Regions from separate parts of the Mus musculus genome. Here region 2 is linked to region 1. The links are chromatin contacts, called in public HiChIP or PLAC-seq maps. All regions are on one chromosome and are shown on one strand. Each heading gives the region's core, a stretch centred on a gene start, on an enhancer-like site or on the middle of the called end of the contact. The rest is flanking DNA. Distances are from core to core; before and after follow the strand shown.

Evidence for each region. HiChIP or PLAC-seq counts read pairs in DNA pulled down with a chosen protein or histone mark.
Region 2: a contact with region 1 is called in an H3K4me3 HiChIP or PLAC-seq map of embryonic stem cells, with 27 read pairs. The contact joins the promoter of Sycn here to the enhancer-like site in region 1. A contact is called at or near these places in 20 of 39 promoter capture datasets (the 3T3-L1 cell line, 3T3-L1-derived adipocytes, the C10 cell line and 13 more), 69 of 484 Hi-C or Micro-C datasets (the 4T1 cell line, the 63-12 cell line, the AtT-20 cell line and 49 more), 22 of 115 datasets of contacts at active chromatin or transcription factors (the 230-238 cell line, CD8 T cells, bone marrow-derived dendritic cells and 16 more) and 5 of 9 other capture datasets (adipose tissue, embryonic stem cells, liver and 2 more).

Annotation. Positions count from the first base shown.
Region 1 is chr7:28,462,901-28,467,211 of GRCm38.p6, forward strand. Lrfn1 (leucine rich repeat and fibronectin type III domain containing 1) reads left to right here. Exons shown (of 5, transcript NM_001141921.1): 5 at 3,689-4,311. Among named protein-coding and RNA genes, the nearest start is that of Lrfn1, 13 kb to the left of the region's middle. Within about 2 kb of position 1,716, at least 92 of the 459 cell types and tissues checked have an H3K27ac peak or open chromatin away from gene starts, as enhancers often do. A contact at or near this core is called in the 230-238 cell line, the CH12 cell line, the HPC-7 cell line and 8 more, where this site is marked.
Region 2 is chr7:28,538,730-28,543,040 of GRCm38.p6, forward strand. Sycn (syncollin) reads left to right here and starts at 2,156. Exons shown (of 2, transcript NM_026716.3): 1 at 2,156-2,575; 2 at 3,345-3,481. The coding sequence starts at 2,181. The coding sequence ends at 3,354.

The DNA.
Region 1 (4,311 bases), core at 466-2,965:
TAGCCTTCAGCTCACTATGTACTCCAGGCTGGCACAGAACTCATTATCTTCTGAGACTACAGGGACTGTATCACTACACCAAGTACACACTTCCTCATTTTGCTTTGGCTGTCAGGACTGAGGACATTGTGTCAGAAGCCCTCCCTAGATAGACAGACGGACACATTCTTACAGACAGTCAGCAGACCAAGGCCCCAACAGAAACTCTCACAAATTATGTACAGAGATGCAGCTGTTTGCTATAAAGCTGTTACCATCACCTCTATTTATTTCATTAAAAAATTTTTTTAAAGATTTTATTTATTTTTATTATATGTAAGTACACTGTAGTTGTCTTCAGACACTCCAGAAGAGGGAGTCAGATCTCGTTACGGATGGTTGTGAGCCGCCATGTGGTTGCTGGGATTTGAACTTCAGACCTTCAGAAGAGCAGTTGGGTGCTCTTACCCACTGAGCCATCTCACCAGCCCCTCATTAAAATTTTTTAAAATTATTTTTTGGGTGGTGGTGGCGCACGCCTTTAATCCCAGTACTCGGGAAGCAGAGGCAGGCGGATCTCTGAGTTTGAGGACAGCTTAGTCTACAGAGGAAGTACTAGGACAGCCAGGGCTACACAGAGAAACCCTGTCTCAAGCAAAGAAAGAAAGAAAGGAAGAAAGAAAGAAAGAAAGAAAGAAAGAAAGAAAGAAAGAAAGAAAGACAGACAGACAGACAGACAGACAGACAGACAAGAAAGAAAGAAAGAAAGAAAGAAAGAAAGAAAGAAAGAAAGGAAGGAAGAAAGGAAGAAAGAAAGAAAGAAGAAAAATTACTTAAGTGTGTCATTTAACATTCTTAAAATTATGCGTGTGTGTGCGTGTGTGCACGTGTGCCATAACATACATATGGCAATCAGAGGACATCTTGTGAGAATCTGTTCTCTCCTTCCACCATGTCTTAGGGGTCAGATTCTGGTTGTTACATTGGTAGCAGGCTCCCTTACCCACTGAGCTATCTGGCCAGCCTTTATTTTATTTTTATTCATTCATTTTTATGGTACTGTTGATTGAACTTAAGGCCTCACATATGCTAGGCAATCCTCCTGTAATAAACCAAGCTCCTCACTGGGGGATTCTAGGCAGGGCCTCTACCACTGAACCACGCCTCCAGCCTCTCACTGGGGGATTCTAGGCAGGGGCTCTACCACTGAGCCACGCCCCCGGCCCCTCACTGGGGGATTCTAAGCTTGTGCTCTACCACTAAGCCACACCCTCATTTCTCTTTCTTTTCAGTCACAGAACTCGATGCTCTGTGGGAGAGATCATTTGCTCTCACCGAGAGCGGCAGAGCTGTCTTTCATATGCTTGAACGCACACTTATTGAATACCTAGTGTTTGCCAGGCAGGGATGGTGGGGAGATGGATGATGCGTTTCTGTCATTTGGATTGTGTGGTTTTTCATCGCTCTTCACTGTTCCTCTCTGATCCATAGCCATAGTGTGGCAGGGTGGGGGAAAGCTCCAGACCCAGTATGTAAGCAGATCTTGGTGGTCGCTTCTCCTCAGTTGGGCAAGGATACTTCTTCCCCGAGGGCCCCAGTTCTATCCTGCATCCTCCTTTGCAGATGCTTGTATAGATAGGATGGCACTGCAGGGGTTAACTTCCTCTCTGCAGCCATGGGCTGAGGTGACATCCAACAAGAAGCCTGCTCAGCTGCTTGCTCTGGTCTGACAGCCAATGAGAGACTCGTGGGCCCAGGCTTTCTTAAGGAGCCAGTGACTGTCCTTGAAAAGGGGGGAGCCCCTAGCAACTGGTTATTTGGGGAGAAGATCCAAGGAAATCCAAGCCTCAAGGAGAAGAAAAGGGAAAGTTACAGCCAAGAAGGGGGACAGGGCAGCTTGAGGTGGGTGGTTTATGGAAAATGAAGAACTTAAGGTGGGGTCTTTTGGGGAGGGTGGGACCTATGCCTGAAGTCCAGATGGCAGGGACCTTCTTGGAGAGGGTCTCAGGACCAGCAGGCAGCAGGCCTGTGGGGCTCTGACAGGTAAGCACGCTCGGAGACAGGGCATGGCTTTTTGGAGGAGGTGGAACTTGTTCTGCATGGTATCAAGCAGAGGAAGGGGCGGTGCTTGTCTCTGGTGAGCCACTAAGAGCCTTGGCAAGAGAGGAGAGCTTGCGCGGTTGGTTGCAGCGCATGCCAGTCAGGGCACACTCCACACTCTGGATTCCCTGAGGCTGGAAGTAGCCCAAACAGACTGTGCCAAGATACGCTCATCAAAAGACACCTAAGTCTGGGAGGGAATGTCCCTAGGGTGGATCTTAGAGGGATGTAGAGGGTGCAGCGGGTGAGATGGCTGAGTGGCTTAAAAGGCACTTTCTACCAAGCCTGTTGACCCGAGACTCGAGTTCAATCCCTGGGTCACATATGGTGGAAGGAGAGAACAGACTCCTGCAAGTTGTCCACTGATCTCATCTTTGCACACACGTATATACACGTTAATCAAAGTAATTTAGATGAGGTCAGGCCAGTTAACAATGATATTGTTGTAGACTAAATGTAATCGAAAAAGAGACAGATGGGCAGATATCCTTGGAGTGGGAGCCCACAGAGTTGCTGGAAACCCTGGATGGGACATTAGCTCACAGTGACATCCTTAGACACCCTGGGCTTTGTTTGGGTGCGTTAACTCATTCATTCCCTGTGCTGTCTCAAGGATATAGGAATTCTCATTGTTCCTGTTAGAGGGAAATGGTACACAGAGAAGTTAAGAAACAGGTGTGTGGTCACAGAGCTAGCAAAGGGCAGAGAGGTGGCTCCCGGGTATTTAACTGAAGGACTTTGCTATGCTATGTACCTTATTTGAGAGGAGGCTATAGCAAAGAACGAAGCCCATGCTTGGCTACAGTTTAGTCAGTTGTAGATAAGTATGTGGAAGGTATGCTTCAGTGAATTGGTTCCTGGAATTCTGGTGGTACAACGAAGAGCGTTCATAGAACAGCCGGTTGCCTCTAGAGGAGCTGTCCCAAGGTGCCTCGAAGGGCTTGTAAGCCAGAGTGCAACTTAGAAGGGCAGTGAGTGGGAATATGTAGCTTAGGTGCTTTGGAAACTGAGCCAGGAGCTGGGGCTGGCCTTGCAGCATGCTCCCTTCCGGAAAGGTAAGAGTGTATCAAAGAGGAGAGTGGAGTGCTTGCAGGAAGTCCTGGATTTGTTCCCTATCACCACAAAAACAAACAAACAAACAAACAAACAAAACCCAGACAAACCAATATGTACACATCTGTAAGCCTGAAATTCCAGCATTCAGGAGGTGGAGGCTGGTTGAAGACCAGGGACTACCAGTCCACCACCCTTAACTCCAATGTCCATCTGAATGGAGGAAGGGCACACAGATTGGGGGGGGGGGGGTGGCCATAGCATTGATCTCCTTAAATGATAGCTGTGTACAGGGAGAGTGAGTGATAATATTCCAAGGTAGAGCAGAGATAGTCCCAGTAGGTGATGCTAAAGTCCGGTGGTTCTGGAGGCGTGGCATATAGATGAGGGGGGTGTGGTCTGGAGCAGTGACGAGAGGCTGGCATTATATTGACTTGAATGGATCCTGTAGTCTGCGTAGACGCCAGTAGCATGGTTTCCCACAGTTAGGGTGTAAAGTGAAGGGACATGGTTAAGAGTGGGGCTAACTGCGTCCTGATTGCACCCCTTTCCACAGGATGATCCCTTCTACCAGCCAGACCTTCCTAGTGAATGACCTGGCGGCTGGCCGCGCCTATGATTTGTGTGTGTTGGCAGTCTATGACGACGGGGCCACCGCTCTGCCGGCTACCAGAGTGGTGGGCTGTGTGCAATTCACCACCGCGGGAGATCCTGCACCATGCCGCCCGCTGAGGGCCCATTTCTTGGGCGGCACCATGATCATCGCCATCGGGGGCGTCATCGTAGCCTCGGTCCTCGTTTTCATCGTTCTGCTCATGATTCGCTACAAGGTGTACGGAGATGGGGACAGCCGCCGCATCAAGGGGACGTCCAGGACGCCCCCTCGGGTCAGCCACGTGTGCTCTCAGACCAACGGCGCAGGTGCGCAGCAGGCCTCCGCCCCACCAGCTCCAGACCGCTACGAGGCGCTGCGGGAGGTGGCTGTCCCTGCGGCCATCGAGGCAAAGGCCATGGAGGCCGAGGCGACTTCCACTGAGCTAGAGGTGGTGCTTGGACGCTCTCTGGGTGGCTCCGCCACCTCGCTGTGCTTGCTGCCCTCCGAGGAAACTTCTGGGGAGGAATCTAGGGCCATGACCGGCCCTCGAAGGAGCCGTTCGGGGGCCTTGGGGCCTCCAACTT
Region 2 (4,311 bases), core at 906-3,405, 76 kb after region 1:
GAAACACACTGTCAGCCATCCACTGTCACCATTACAATCCAACAAACAGCATTGGAGAAAAGCACTGTCCATTTCCCAGGCGAAGAGACTGTGTGGGGTGCATGTCTATAATGCAGCACTAGGGAGGCTGAGACAGGAGGATGGCTGTAAGTTTAAGGCCAGCTATGTTGGGAGCTATTAAGGCAACGCTATTGTCCTGATCTCTAAATTGGGCCTCTCCCTCCCCCCACCCCAGAAGAAAAGAGGGTCAAAAGCGGGCCACCGACACACTGCTCTGAGAACAACCACAGAAGGTTCCAGCCCTAAATCATCGCAGATGTCCTGACCACACCCTGATACCGCCAAGTTCCTGCTTCCAGGTGTAACTGCCTAAAGAATGTGCAATTCTATTGCCCCACCCCTCCCACTGATAAGTACCTGTACTTCCCCTTTTCCTTGTACAATTCTATTGCCCCATCCTTCCTGCTGAAAGGCACTTCCCCTTTTGCTTGTGCATTTAAGCCTTGGGCCTTTCTCAATACAGTGGGGTCTTGATGCAATTCAGAACATTTCCGGGTCGTTATTCGCACCAGACCCTCGTCTCTCTCTACCCACCATTTGGTTCTTAGGAGAAGGTCCCCTCGAGACCCTCGAATAACTGGACCTGCTGGACGGGTCACAGCTATATATTGAGACCCTACCTCAGAAAACTAAAATAAGAGGAGAAGGTAAAAAAAGAAGGAGGAGGAAGAGGAGAAGGAGGAGGAGGAGGAAGAGGAGGAAGGAGAGAAGGAGGGGAGAAAGCCTCCAGGTGTGGCTGGAGGCTGTGGGTTCTATACCCAGAACCACACACAAACAGAACTCCAGCTCTTGAGGTAAGGGAGAGGGTGGACGCCACGCCCCTGTCCTCTCCCCTGCCTGTGCTTTTGGGTGGAGGGAGGGGTGGGGAAGAGGAAGCTCATCTCTTCGTCCATTTGTAAACACTCCGTATAGCATAGCTACATCTAGATTTTGGGAACCCTTTTTAATTCACCAAGTACTTATTTAGTTAAGTTAATATCCCCAGCCCTTTCAGTTGTACAAACAGTCTCACTCTGTAGCCCAAGCTGGCCCACAGCTTCTTCTCCTACCTCAGGTTCCTCAGTGCTGGGATTTGAGGTCTGTGCCGACTTTTTCAGCCTTTCCCTTTTATCTTTCTCTTCCCTTTTTATGTGTCCATGTGTCCGTGTGTGGCATATGCACACACGTGTGAGATATATGCATTAATGTGCATGTGTACACAAAGGCCACAGGAGGGCTGATCTATCTATTCTGATCCATCAACAAAGTAATGTCAAGAGACGAGGTCTCTCACTGAACCTGGAGCTAGGCTGCCAGTCAGCAAGTCTCAGCCATCCTCCTGCCTCTGCCCCCTGCAGTGCTGGTGTTATAAGTGCCACATTCCCATGGGTGCTGGGGCTCAGAACTCAGGTTTCCCTGCTGAGCCATCTCTCCAGTCCTGACTTTTCCCATTTAAAACCTTTAATTTATTTTTTAATTATGTGTGAACATGCATGTCTCTGTGGGTGTGCGTGCATGTGATTGTAAGGTGCCCATAGACGCCCAAAGTGATGAGTCTCCTGGATCATGGCCCTCTTCAAGGATATGAACTCGGAATCATCTCCTTTCTATCTATCTATCTATCTATCTATCTATCTATCTATCTATCTATCTATCTATCATCTATCTATCTATCTATCTATCTATCCCCCATTCACCCAGGATCCCAAATACATCCCCAGGGCTTTGACTCCTATTTGCTTTGTAGCCAAAGATAACCTTGAGCTCCTGATCCCCCTGCCTCTACTTCCTCATTGCTTTCCCCCACCACAGCTACTCTGTAAACAATGGCAAGGGATCAAATCCCAGGTTTTACGAGTGCTAGGCAAACACTCTGAGCCTTATCTCCAACCCCTAGACTGTCTTTAACCAGTCCAAGGCGTTAGGGTTTTATCCCCATCTTGTATTTACTATTCAGTGGTGTGATGTTTTCCACACTGCTCAGGTAGGTCTCTGGTGCCAAGGACAGGGGGCGTGTCCTCATTCCAGTGAGCGCCAAGGACAGGGGGTGTGTCCTCATTCCTCCCTTGTCTTTATCTCATATATTCTCTCTTCCCATGGGTCATAAGTGCACCTCAGACCTCTCATGGTTCATTGTCACCATGTCCCTGCTGTGCCCACTGCTGCTGGCTTTAGCCCTGGTGGCTGTCCCTGGTGCCCATGGCAATTGCCCGGTGCCCGCAGACCTGAAGAAGTCAGATGGGACGCGTACGTGCGCCAGACTCTATGAGAAGAGTGATCCATACTATGACAACTGCTGCCAGGGGCCCGTGTTGTCTGTGGAGCCAGGTACTGACCTGCCCTATCTGCCCTCGGGCTGGTCTAACACTGCATCGTCTCTGGTAGTGGGCCAGCGCTGTGAGATCACTGTGTGGTCTCTCCCCGGTAAGCATGGCAAGACCCGCAAGTTCACCGCGGGTTCTTACCCTCGCCTGGAAGAGTACCGCAAAGGCATCTTTGGAGACTGGTCCGACTCCATCTCTGCCCTCTACTGCAAGTGAGTACCTACCCAATCCCACCACCCAAACCCAAGGCTCGCTCCCACAGAATCCAGAGACCCCCAGATTCATACTAAGAAAAGTAGATTTCTCCTTAGAAACTGTTCCTGGAGGTCCCATCTCTGAGTGCACCCCCTAGACTAATCCTGTCATCTTCTATCTTATGGCCCTCACCACCACCCCTAGGCTCTTAGACAAACTCTAGGCTCCCCATACCAGGAAGTCAACAATGCCAACCAACTTGTGCCTCCATTCTAGAAACCCTTCCACTCAGCGCCGCCCTAATTCTGCACTTGCATGAGGTTTCCTGGCCTAAGAATGAGGGGGTCACTGGCTCCTCTGGGGTCCTTAGACCCCTAAGCCAGCCCTGCCTCATTACATTCGAAAGCCCCTAGATCCAACTCTGAGACTTAAAAACCTCTCAGGCCTCGAGACCCCAGGCCCAAATCTTGAAGAGTCAGTCTGGTCTAACCCTCCACCCCCACCCACTTTGTTTAGATTAGCCCCAAATCCTGAAACCATTTGTAGACCTCCCAGGCTCATTCCTAGTGGTCCCCAGGTCCAGCAATCGTCCCAAGACCCACAGACCTCGGGTATCCTCTGTTTCACTGTAACAACACCCCAAGTCAGCTCAGCGGAATCCCTCAAAAAAAAAATGCCTGACCCCAAGCTCCTCAACCTGGAGCCTTGAACCCCTCCTCAGACCTTCCCACACGGGACAATCTCTGTCCGGACACCCCCTGTTGGGAATTCATGTTTCTGTTACAGGTGCTATTGATGCCTTGAGGCTCTGTCTACCCAGCCTGGCCTTGGGAATTGCTGTAGCTCCAAGAGCCAGGAGGCAAGATGACCCCACGACCTGCTCTCATAGCTTCCCTGTAATACAGCCCTTTCAAAGTTACAACCCTGTGTGACATCTGTGTGTGTTTGAGACCCAGCATCCACGGGTGGGTAGAATAGGAGACAGCAGAGTGATCAGATCTGAGTCAGACCATACTGGGGACGCAGCCTTTGATTGTAATTTGGGTTGGGATGAACAAAGACATCCAGGGAGCAGGAGCGAGCACTGCTGGCTGCTGTCTAAATATTTAAACACTTCTTGATTACTTCTCGACATTAATGCCTATAACGTCAGGGTCATTCTAGGACCTTGTGCCAGGGTAGAACCACAGTGTATTGGATGATGTGGTAAGAGGCAGCGGCTCTACCATTGAGCCACGCCCCCAGCCCCTCACTGGGGGATTCTAGGCAGGGACTCTACCACTGAGCCACGCCCCCAATCCCTCACTGGGGGATTCTAGGCAGGGGCTCTACCACTGAGCCACGCCCCCAATCCCTCACTGGGGGATTCTAGGCAGGGGCTCTCCCACTGAGCCACACCTACATCCCTCTCTTTACTTTTTTATTTTGGAACAGGGTTTAACTAAGTTGCCCGGGTTATCTTTTAACTTGAGATCCCTTTAACTCAGCCTCCTTAGTAGAGGGACTTAAAGACTTGACACTGGGTTGTTAATTACATTTAATGTCCCTTCCCTGACATATGGAAGACACTTTAGTTCAAACTTATGTTTCTGTTCAGGTTGTGATCTCGGCTTCACCTTTGTCCCAGGCGTGGGAGCTTTTAATGGCTGTCTGGTTCGAGTGAGTCTGGGATGTCCTAGGCAGAGAGATGGGTAGAGCTCTGTAGGAATGTAATCCAGGGTAGACTGGAGACAGGACTGGGATTTGGGGAGAT